Regions from separate parts of the Anas platyrhynchos genome. Here region 2 is linked to region 1. A link is a contact called in public Hi-C data. All regions are on one chromosome and are shown on one strand. The core of a region is the stretch at or near the end of the contact, and the rest is flanking DNA. Distances in the headings are between cores, read along the strand shown. Region 1 overlaps LOC119713574 (low density lipoprotein receptor adapter protein 1). Region 2 holds the start of LOC119713574 (low density lipoprotein receptor adapter protein 1).

Region 1 (5,752 bases), core at 1,446-3,945:
AAAAGCCAAAAGTGGCAGAGTGGGTTTTGATTCCTTTTCCTGTTGAAGCTGCTTTCCCTTTGATTATATCCATCACATTACAATGCATAGACCTGGAAGGGTGTTTCTTTTTTTACATCTCACAAAATAATGGGCAAATATCACTATCTTTATAAATGGCTGTGTTCTAGTAACCATGCTGGGATGTGTATAGCACCATCTTTCGACAGCTGAATGTAATCATCACCACTGGAGGTTGTGTCACCAGCTCTGTCATGATCCAATGAAACAAAGTCCAAGCAGAAACCTGAAAGGGATGGAGATTCTGTTGTAGCAAAGAATAATCAGTGTGTACAGGAAGGTCCGGGTCTTTTTGTGAGGCTGAGAGGGCTGGGGATGTTCAGCCTAGAGAAAAGAATTCTCTGGGGGAGACCTCTTTGCAACCTTTCAATACTTGAAGAGGTCTTTTAAAAAAGACAGAGGACTCTTTACTCGGGTAGATAATGATAGGACAAGGGGGAATGCTCTTCAACTAAACGAGGATAGACTTAGACTAGACATTAGGAGGAAATTCTTCACTATAAGGGTAGTGAGGCACTGGAACAGGTCGCCCACAGAAGCTGTGCATGCCCCATCCCTGGAGGTGTTCAAGGCCAGGCTGGATGGGGCCTTGGCCAACCTGAACTAGTGGGTGGCGTCCCTGCTCATGGCAGGGGGGTTGGAGTTAGATGGTCGTCGAGGTTCCTTCCAAACCAAGCCATTCTATGAATCTGTGAGTCTTAGATGTCCTCTCTGTGCTGGCATGTGACAGGGACACAGCAGCAAAGTCTTGGTGCCTGGTTTGCTCTCTGCATGGCTGTGGAGGGCAGGGAGGTTCCTTTGTATCTTCTCATGGGTAGCTGAAGGTGACACTGTAGCTTTTGCTGTTGCTATAGACCTTAGCTGCAGGAAAAAAAAAAAAAAAGTCAGATGTGCAATTGTTTCAAAGCTGGTACAGAAGAAAGGAACCTGTGACAAAACCGATGTATGAAACAACTTGCAGTTCTTCAGATAAAGAGTGTTTAGGGGAATGTTTAAAACAAATTTTGAAACGATACAAAGACAAGCCAGCAAGGAAGCATGGTTTGCCCCCACCTTATCAAATACAGAGGAGGAAAGCTGAGCAACTCTGAGCTGTATGCCTTAATGAAGATTCAAGCATGTTCCTAATCCTCTGGTGCCTTTCATGTATTTAAAGGCCTGACTTGTTAAAAGTGTAAAAGGCTCTATAAATTCAGGCACTAATTTTCATTTCAATTAATCATTCCAGAAAATTGTAACTTTATTGTCTCTTTGTCTTTGTTTCAGTTAGAAGATGCAACTTTTTTCATTGTCTCTCTGCAGATTCTGAAAGGCTTTGTGGATTATATCATCAAATTAAATCAACCCCGTTAGTGTTACTCTCAGAATATCACAGTAATGGGCTGTGCCTCAGGCACTTCTTCCTTTTTTAAAAATATTTTGCTTGTCTGTGTTACTCTGAACTGGTGTATTTTTCCTTGCTAATAGGAAAGTGTATAAAAAGTTACATGATCATTAATATTGAAGAATCATTAAAGTTGATAAAAACAGCTCTGACTGCAGAAATGTTGTTTTTCATGGTCACTGCTTTTGGAAAACATGCTGTACAAACCTCAGCTTGGCTGTTTTTAGAACACACCAGTTGATCTAGTGGCTATTTGATTCCATCTGTTGCACTTTGAGAGGTAGCTTCAGTTAGATGAACATTCTGCAAGCCTGTTAGGAATAAATGGATTTCTAGAGACTGTCTTCATCTCTTTTCCACAGTCCCTGTTTTTGATGCAGACAGCATCTGAAAGCCAGGAATCTGTAGCTGAGCAGTAAAGTCTTGGTTGGGTTTTTGTTAAAGTGATGATGTGCTGACTGGCTGAAAAGTAAAAACTGCAGTCTTGTAACATCAACAAAATAAGGCAGGATATCTTTCTTATGGGAGATGAGTGCTGAAAGCATACATGAGCCCTACAAGAAATTGGTGGATCTGAGCACTTCTGTGGGGTAAGGGTATTGTGTACATCAGACAGTCACATTTTTTTCTTAATAAGAAAAGGCCAAAGTCTTAAAGTTCATAACACATGACTCACCTTTGCCTTCTTCTCTCCTCTGCTGTAGTTCCTTGACAGCACATCCAGCTAGGTTTTTCTCTCTTAAGCAGAACTACAATTGAAGTAACACTGAAGGTATTACAAAAGTGCCAACTCACTCTGCGCATACAATAGAAGGCTGGGAAAGCTTGGAAAATTTGGGGTGGTATTTTCAAGTCAGATAGAAGAAGGAACTGACTTGAGCCGAATAGAAGGATGTCTTAGGAAAACACAGAGGGTCTTGAGTCATGGTGTGCTTTGTACCCTTGGCTTTCTAGTGCTAGGAATATTCTTAGTGAACCCTAATAGAAATAAAAGTTTGGCACTGGGATATTCCAAACCCAGAGTTGTTAATATCTCTGGTTTCATTTGCTCTTAACTGCTCCGAGACTCTTTGTATACCCCGTATAGTTTTCTCAGCGTGCACGTCATGTCATTCTGTCTCATTGAAATCTCTCTTACAGTATTTGCATAAGACAAAGCTTGGCATACATTTTGTTTACATGGATGACATAGTAGGTCCAAATACTTGGTTGGTATTTGCTTAGTCTGCATGTGTCCCATTGCCATCAGCTGGAGAGCGGTGGGCATGCTCACAGGGACTCTTTGTTTTGCTAGCCAAAGGAAGGGAGCCATCCCCAGAGTCACCCACTCTCTGTTTATGATTCATTAAGATTAGTTTCTGGTCTCTTTGCTGCCAGCTGAGGCTGTGCTGTGTGTATGCTGGCAATAGGAAAGCCTGGATCATGAGTTGGAGCAAAAGTACTTTGTGGCCTAGATAACAAGCACTACATCAGGAGAGAATTGATCAAAGTGCTTTCTTAGATGCTCTTGCACAATGAAAATAAAATTATTTTCCATCAGAAGAGGCTTATGCTTGTAACTGGGTTAGAAAGAGGCTGAATTTGGGTTTGCAGATGAACAAAGATTAGGGGTGCAATTGTGTAAACATTTTGGCCAAGATAAGAACTGAAAAACAAGGCCAAGGATTGCAGTCATGACTGGTGTTCTAACGTGCAGACCTTGAGCTGTTCTTCGGGAGTATTTTTTCTGAACATTATCAGGCCTTTGAAAATTGTGCCTCTCCAAAGCAACATATTTTGGGTAGTGGAGCTCACTAGTCCTGTCAAAAGAATCAGAAAAAGTGGCTAGTCTGGATCCCATCCAGAAATCCCCGCTACTGGGACTGGAAGCTGCTGCCTGTCTCAGCTCCTGCAGATTTATTTAGAGGTAAAAAAGACTGCACAAATGGGGCTTCATCACACTTTTCTGTTTGCAGGAGGTCTTCGAGGAGCTACAGTGGTAGATGCCTTAGATACTCTGTACATCATGGAACTTGAGGAGGAATTCCAAGAAGCAAAAAAATGGGTGGAGAAGAGCTTTGACTTGAATGTGGTAAGTCAATTTCTGGCAATGTCTGTCTGTATCAGAGAAATGCTTAGTGCGTGTTTTGCCAGTTCTAGTTACAGAGCCTTCTCTAAGAACCATTTGAGGAGGGGACATCTGAAGAATGCAGGGGAAGAAACACTCAACTCACAGATTTTTTTAATTTATTAATTTATGTGTTTTTTAAGGCCAAAGGGACTGCTGCGATGATTCGCCCAATCTTCTCCCTATATGTAGCAAAGGCTTCCAGGCAGGGATCACTGGATCAAACTCAATGTCTGACTGAAAATGAAATTCGGTGTTTAATATTTTGTTTTTGTATTCTGGTCTCGGCTGTACAACATCTGTACTTATAGGATACTCTGTAGAATTTCTTTTCATGAAAGAACAAGTTCTGCTTCATCTTGGTAAAATGTCTGTCTAAGATAAAGCAAGTTTTCTTTTTACATGCTGTAGGTTAAGATTAAAAACACTGGTCTCCTTCACTGGGTCCTTTGCTGGTATGCAAAGCCGTTGCTGAGGCTTGTGCAGTGGAAATGTAGTGCCTTGAGAGCAAAGTGGGAGCACATATTGAGCCTAGCTTTGAAAGGAAGGGCATCATCTCTGAAAATGGCTGAAGATGGTCATTCTCTGTGGTCCTTGAAGCTTTCCTAGCTACTTTTTCTTAGAGGAAAATCTGTTAGATTTGATGGGACTCTGGGACAATACATCCTTTGCAGTGCTATCAAATGAAGGATGCTGTCCCTGTCAGTACATAGAGGCTTGTAAGAAAGCATGAGAGGGAATCTTTGTCAGGGAGTGTAGTGATAGGACAAGAGGTAATGACTTTAAACTGAAATGTGGTAGATCCAGATTAGGTTTGAAGAAGAAATTCTTGCTTATGAGGGTGGTGAAGCAGTGGAACAGGACATCCATCAAAGTGTTGTCTGCCCCATCCCTGGAAATGTTCAAGGCCAAGTTGGATCGAGCTTTGGGAAACCTGGTCTAGTGGGATGTGTTGGAGGTAAATGATCTTCAAGATCCCGTCCAACCCAAGCCTTTTGGCTTGGTAATTTGTGGGAGAGCAGATGGGATCACATCAGTGGTGTACAGAGAATGTTAAAATCAAAGTGCAGTTCAAACTTTTATTTTGTAATGCCAGCCTACTTGTCTGTCATGAAAAATGGTTCTCCTCATGAGAGAAATGAATGCAGTTACCTTTGTGGAAAAACATCATTTGGGAGTGCATGGCTAGCACTCATGTATTCGTAAAAGGAAGACCACCTCTGATAAACTTGCTGAATGCTTGCAGCACATTACTGAATTGATAAACAAGGGACAAAATCAACTGGGAAATTAATTTATTTGGATTTCATAAAAGCTTTTAATCTTGGCCTGCAGAATAGATTGATCTGCATAGACAAGAATGAATGCTATGGATTGATAGGTGGTGTTAGAATGCACAGCAGAGGGAGAAAAGAGGGGAAATGAATTTAAAAATGGCTTTGTACAAAAGACTCTGACAGTCCGGAAGAGTGAGGCAGGAACTCCCAAGATGCGCAAGATCTGTTTGGAACTGGATGCTCTGCTCTGCCTAATGCTATTTCAGTCATTATCTCAATAAAGGATTTGCTCTGATTTGAAACCTGCAGATATTTGGAAATGAGAGGCTAGTGCAGAGGTTCAGGTCTACTTTCCCCTGCTCACTGAAGGTGTTGTGTTGGTGGAAGATCTTTCTGTTTTGTGCCTTTATGCATTTGCATGAGGGTAGGAATCATTTATCAGACAGATTCACCAGCACATTTTCAATGCACTCATTTTGACATTTGCTGATCATCAGCTGAGTAGGCAGAGCAAAATGATTTCCAGGTGAGTGTGTTCTTGAGTGATTCAATGAGCCATATTCATCTGTGTCTGCTATCTCTGTTGGTGGGGCACACATATATCATGCAGTTTGTTTCTTCATAAACATGCCTATGACATACATCAGACTGTGGTCATTTCTGTTCCTGCAAACTAGGGTGAGTCTTTGAATGACAGGAAGTACCTCACGCAGGAAGTGCATTTCATCTGTCTAATGCAGTGATCTCTTCACAAAAAATGGAGAAAATATTTTTTCCATGTGGCTGTACCATTTTTTCTTTAAATAAAACTTTTCAGAGGGCATTTTTTCTGCTAACCTAACTCACAGATCTTTGCAAAGTGTAACCCAAGACAGGGTTGAAGTGATGGACAGTACACCTGCCCTAACTGATTTACGTATCATT
Region 2 (5,752 bases), core at 1,385-3,884, 43 kb before region 1:
TCTACGTCTGGACAGCTGGGTACACCTCCCCAAAGGCAATGCGCAGTATGTACAGATCTAGCGGAGACATACAGCTACAAGGAGCAATCTCAGCACGCAAAGAAAATCTGGACTGGAGGGTAAGGAGATTATAAAGATTAAATAAGATGAAAAGAGATGTTTAGAATTATTATTAGCTTCAAAATCTGCACAACCAGAGCAGCAAAGCACTGTCCATATGCTGTTTTACATCTGCATAGTCTTGATGGCTTTGTTCCTGTCTACACCTTGAATGTAATGTTCTGGTACAATCTGAACACAAAGCAACACTAGCAATAATAAAGTCTGTCTCTAATGAGACAGCACTGGACGTATTGAATCTGGCTGGGTAGAAGCAGCTGGAAATAGCATCTTAAATGCAGTAATGTGACAGGAGAGATGACACAGACAGTACTGCTGGGTAGAGACAAATGAGAACACAGAATTTTCTTAAGGAAAGCCTGAAAAAATGTTATAATTAAGAATGAGTTAAATTGAGCCTAATGCTGAGATTACATCAGGTCGTTGTGGCTTTTCACAGAGTTCAAATAAACCCCCTTTGCATCTGTGCTATGAATTTCCTAATCTACACCTGCTCTAATGTGGCAGAAAAAAGGTTGCTCACAGCAGCAAAGGATGTGAGATGAGGGGGGAATGGAGAATCTCCTAGGGGCTTGCTTTAGGGGATGAGAATAGGTTGAAAGCTTTTTTGAAGGAAATACATAAAAATCAAGAAATGGATTTTGCTCTCTCTTTCCTAAAAAATCCCCATCTGAGCAATGGGGCTATTCTCTAGAGGAAGATTTGCCTCTGAAAGGGACGGATGCTGGACCCAATGCCATCTTGGAGAATTATACACGTTGGTGTGTTTTTGCAGGGGAGTATGTAAAAAAAATCACTGAAATAATTCATTGCTATTTTTCAGCTTATGTTGTTCAACTCTTTTGAAATAAATAAGCTGTTAGTGATATTGTGACATCCCTTGCACTCTGCCAAGCCTGAAGTTGCACTCTGTCAGGGACTGAGCACATGCTCCCAGCCCTGACTTCCATCTCGAGCTTCCGTACCACAGAGTACGCTGCCTTGCTGAGTATATTCGCCTCCCTAAGGCATGTGGCCACATCATCAGGGTGCCAAACCCCAATGCTTAATTCCAAGCATGACATTAAAAGAGACCAGATCCAGCCTTTGGGGGAGTAAAGCAGGAGTAGCCAAAATCCCAGCAGCCCAGAATACACCTGCAAGCATACTTCATTATTTGAGTCAAACTGAGGAAAAGTTTCAGCTATAAAGAATGGGAGACTATAAAATCCTGGATATTTTGGTGTTGCGTGTGGTTTTTGTTTGTTTGTTTGTTTGTTTTTTTAAGTATGGCAGTTCAAAGAGTCGTCTCAAAAAGAATTATTTTAGTTTTGGTAAGGGTGAATAATTTAAAAGGTTTAAAAAGTTTAAATAACCCCAAGGAAAAAAAAAAAAAAACCTTCTGAAATGACTGGGCAGAGCATGGCAGGGCTGGGAAGGTCAGACAGGCTGTGCTCACAGCTAGCAAGAAAGCAACGTTTCAAAAAACAAACAAACAAAAAGCTGTTGTGCCATCCTCAGCCCTTAGACGTGAATGGAGAGATTTGACTTTGCTTCCCTGGCCTGTACAGCTCACCTGCCTGCGGGCTGCTCTTGATGGTAGGATGGCCTGGGCTTCCTGGCATGACAGGAGGCTGAAAGGTACAAAGCTGTGAGGTTGAGAGCCCGAGGCCCTGCCTCCCTCGCGGGGAGGTGACACTGGTAATTTTTCACCCTCGCAAGGATCTTTTAAACTCAAATTACGACTTGCAGGGAGGCTGGCTTCAACATCATGGCCACATTTGAGACCTTGACTCGATGACTCCTCTCTCCCAGGCTGCTGTCACGCCGTTGTGGGCTTTCACTCTCTGGCTGCGGTGGCACCTTGAAGAAATACCTTCTGCTGCTCCCAGCAGAGCCAGCGCTGCCGGCAGAGCGACGGGTGAGTGACACCAGTGCTGGGAGAGCTCCGCAGGGGCCGGCGGCACCGCCGTGTGCCCCACGCTCTTCTCTTCGCACCAGGAACCCGAGCCAGACCCTGCGGTGCGCTGGGCGCCTCGGAGGGGAAGGGGCCAGCGGCACGCAGAGCAGCAGCACGCGGCGGAGCCTCCCCGTCAGGATGCCGGCCGGAACCTCCCGCTGGGACCGCCGCGCAGCGAGGCAGGAGCCGCTGCCTGAGCGGAGCCGAGCGTGGCGGTGTATTGAGAGAGAAGAGATTTGGCCAAAATACGGGAAAAGGGAAGCCAACGCCGGGCGGGGCAGACACCTGCCCGGCGGTTTTCTCAGCCTTGGTTATCAGGGAGCCGATCGCCGAGGTGCCGCCTGAGCTCAGCCGTGCGGCACGTCCCGAGCACGGGGCTGGGCCCCCCCCGCACCCCCGTAACCCCGGCTGCTGGGGCCGAGCCCAGCGGCAGCCGCGGGGACGCGCAGGGAAGCGCGCGCCGAGGCCGGGCTCCGGCCCCCCGCACCCCCCCCCCCCGCTTGGGTGTGCGCGTGGGGGGGACGCGGGCACGCGCGCGGGGGGGGGGGGGGGATGGGGGCGGGGCTTAGCGGCCGGCCCCGCCCCCGGACGCGGTCAGCGCGGGCCGTGCCGGGGCGGCGCCGCCGCCAAGTTGCGGAGGCCGCGGGGCAGCAGCGGCCATGGACGCGCTGCGCTCGGCGGGGCGCGCCCTGCTGCGGAGCCCCAGCGTCGCCAAGCCGGCCTGGGCCGGCGGCCGCCACAAGAGTGAGAGCCGCGCGGCCCCGGCCGCTCCGCGCCCCGCTTCTTCCTTCCCGTGTTCCCCCCCCCCCCCCCCCCGTGTGCCCCGCTTCCGCCCCGCGCCCTGGCTGCGGGTGCTGCTCCCCTCCCCTCCCCTCCCCTCCCCTCCCCTCCCCTCTCTCCTCTCCCGGCGGGCGGCTCGGGGCTGCGGGGCGGGGGGCCCGGTGGCCCCGGTCCTCGTGTCCCAGATCGCGGGACCCCCGGCGGGGAGGGAGCGCGAGCTGCGGGGGCTCCGGCCGCGGCGTGGGCCCGGCCCGGGGCGGGCGCTCGGCTCCTGCCGGCCGTGTCCCTGCGGCGGCCGCCGGAGACGAGCCCCGGGCCGCCCCTTGGCGTGCGCGGCCGGCGCTGGGGCCGCTCCGGCGGGCGGCGCAGTTGGCGAGGGGCCGCGGGAGCGGTGGGAAGGGGCCGGCCGTGCCCGGAGCCCTGCTGTCCCCGGGCACGCTCCAGCTTCTCCGTTTTGCTGCCCTCCTGGCGGGATCGATCCCGGGTTCTGGCCCCTTTTTGTGAGAATGAAGGGGCCGGGAGCTGCGGGAGTTGAAACCGCAGCTCGATGGTGCTTTGGGGGGGGGGAGAGGCCGGCAGCCCCGTGGTTGCAAACGCCTGGTGCTGTGCTGGGACTTGTTGAGCTGCTCCCCAGAGCGGTCCCACGGGGCAGAGACGCTCCTCGCTAACTGCAAAGTGTGGCAGCCCTTCAGTTCGGGCTGCGGACCTCCCTGAGCCTGCAGAGCAATGACCTTGCGGACCAGCCTGTCCCAGGCAGGCGCCTCCCGCCTGCGGGGCCACATCACCTGTGCCAGGCCAGCCTCGGGGGCCTGCTTCGGGAAGGGCAAAGCCTGGGCGCGTTGTGCTTGCGTTAACTGGAAGGTGGAGAAGGTGGTGGGAAATGGTGCTGAGCAGGGCACGTGGAGGAGAGTCTGCACATCCCTGCCACGCTCGCTGCCTGTTTACGTGCTTCAAGCTGACAGCTTGTTGTGTGTTCGGCCGTGTGGTTTCCGTGCCTCTCACCTCAGGTGGCACACTTGGAGGTTCTTCCCCAGGCTGTAACCGCTCGCTGCAAGCAGTGCCAGAGCAGGGGTGCTGGCAGCAAAGGGGCCAAATGGAGCAGAGGCTCTCCTGGGCTTTTACCTGGGAGCAAAGCTCTGCCCAGTAGCAGGAATCAAAGGAGGGAAAAAATCCCGGCTTGGAGATTGTTGATGCTTGCTCCTTGATGCCCTCGTCAGCTTCTTCTTTCAAAAAGCCCTTCAGTGTCTGCACCAAAACCACCCGTGTTTCTGTCTCAGCTCAGTGTGAGGAGCAGGTGCCCGGGGCCTTCCTGCAGCCGGTGACGCTGAGGCATTGCCCCCGAGCACACATGGGGTCCCTGTCCTCAGTGAGTCCCTGCTGGGAGTGCAGCGTGCTGAGCTCCCACCTGGTGGTGGAGCTTGTGTCAGGGGAGAGGCCATGCACCCGGAGCCCTGTCCAGAAGATGAATGTGATGGCTGCTGTTGCAAAACGCCAAGGAGCCTGGGTGGCCGTCCTGAATCTCTCGGGTGTGGCTCGTGCATAGTATCTGAAGCTGAGGCATGGGTGGCTGATGCTAAGAGAGCAGTCCTGCCTGCTTGTGGAGCCAAGGCAGTAACAGAAGAAAGGGCAGGGAAGGTTTTGTCTTCATCTACTGAGAACTTTTGTCAGCAGCCAAGGCACAGAGCACGCCTGGGACAAAAAACATGACGGAAATGGCTGAAATCCTTGCTGGGGCGACGCTCTGTTCAGAGGAGAGAGGATGGAACATTGCACCGGCTGAAATTTCCTGCAGAGGGGCTGTGGGAGGCAGGGGGTGTGCTGGGCTAGATTTGCCCAATCTGTCCCTCCGCCTCCATGCAGGGATCAAGGAGAAGCTGTGTTGCAATGCCACGGAGCAGAAGTCAGGGTGGTGAGGTCAAGGGGTGGTGGTGCTCGCTTCTCTTATCTGTGCTGCCTTGGAAGGATTCAAGGGCAGTGTGTGGTGGGAACATGGGGTATGCACCATGACCAGCTGAAGGAGTGGGAGCAGGCGGCTGCCTGGCTGTTGTATGCAAATCTCTTTCCTGACATGCTCGCCCAGCTTTGGGTGCTGAGGGTGGGAGGGTAGCAGCAACACCCTTGGCTTTTGAAGAAAGCAGGCTCTTTGCTGGCATCATCCGTTTCCAGACAGGGTACAAGGTGAATACAGCATCCCACGTGTCCTCGGAGCTCTGGGTGGATTTTGTGTGTGTGCTCACCAGCAAGCACTGCTCTGAGACTCATGCTGGCCAAGTGAAGAAAAGCTGTTTTCCTCTTCTCATATTGGCTCCCGGAGTGGAGCAGCTCCTCTTGCCAGGTGCCTGGCTCAGCCTGCAGCCAGGGCCCTCTCCTGCTCAGCAGGACCTGCTCTGGCCGCACAGCTGCACGGCTCCCTCCCTGCAGCACAATCCTCACCAAGCTGGGGCTTGGGCTCAGAAGCTCTTGCCTGGTGGTTTTCTTTTCCCCCTGCAGGCAGCCCCTTGGGACCTGCTGGTAGGTTTCAGGTGGGTTCTTCTTGACACCCATGTTGGGAGTGGTGCCGGGTTTGTGGCTTATCTGCTATCTTGCCTTGCCACAGGGCTGCATGCCTTGGGTCACTCAAGAGGCATGTCCCCCCTTGCTGCAGCCCCGCCCCTGCTCTCCAAAGTGGCTGTGGATTTGCAGAAAGTTGCTGAGTTTGGCCCTGTTGCTTGGAGGCAGCCAAAGCTTGGGCTGAATACAAGACAACAAAGCCTTCAGGGGCATGTTTTGTCTGCAGCCGGCATAAACTGTTCTCCAGGAGCCACGTTGCTCCCAGGGCTGTAGGGCATCTCGGCTGCAGCATTACCTGCAGAGGTAAGAGCCTGGCCTCTTCCCCCTCACCTGCTGCAGGGACCCGAGCCTGTCTGTTCTGGC

What was found. Hi-C and Micro-C count contacts between places; a contact is called where the count stands out from the background.
Region 2: a contact with region 1 is called in a Hi-C map of skeletal muscle, with 3 times the contacts expected there. The contact joins the promoter of LOC119713574 here to the enhancer-like site in region 1. A contact is called at or near these places in 3 of 8 Hi-C or Micro-C datasets (liver, skeletal muscle and subcutaneous adipose tissue).

Annotation. Positions count from the first base shown.
Region 1 is chr24:152,329-158,080 of IASCAAS_PekinDuck_T2T, reverse strand. LOC119713574 (low density lipoprotein receptor adapter protein 1) reads left to right here. Exons shown (of 19, transcript XM_072027445.1): 9 at 3,400-3,515. Among named protein-coding and RNA genes, the nearest start is that of SELENON, 24 kb to the right of the region's middle. Within about 2 kb of position 2,695, at least 4 of the 8 cell types and tissues checked have an H3K27ac peak or open chromatin away from gene starts, as enhancers often do.
Region 2 is chr24:195,235-200,986 of IASCAAS_PekinDuck_T2T, reverse strand. LOC119713574 (low density lipoprotein receptor adapter protein 1) reads left to right here and starts at 2,634. Exons shown (of 19, transcript XM_072027445.1): 1 at 2,634-2,803. The coding sequence starts at 2,719.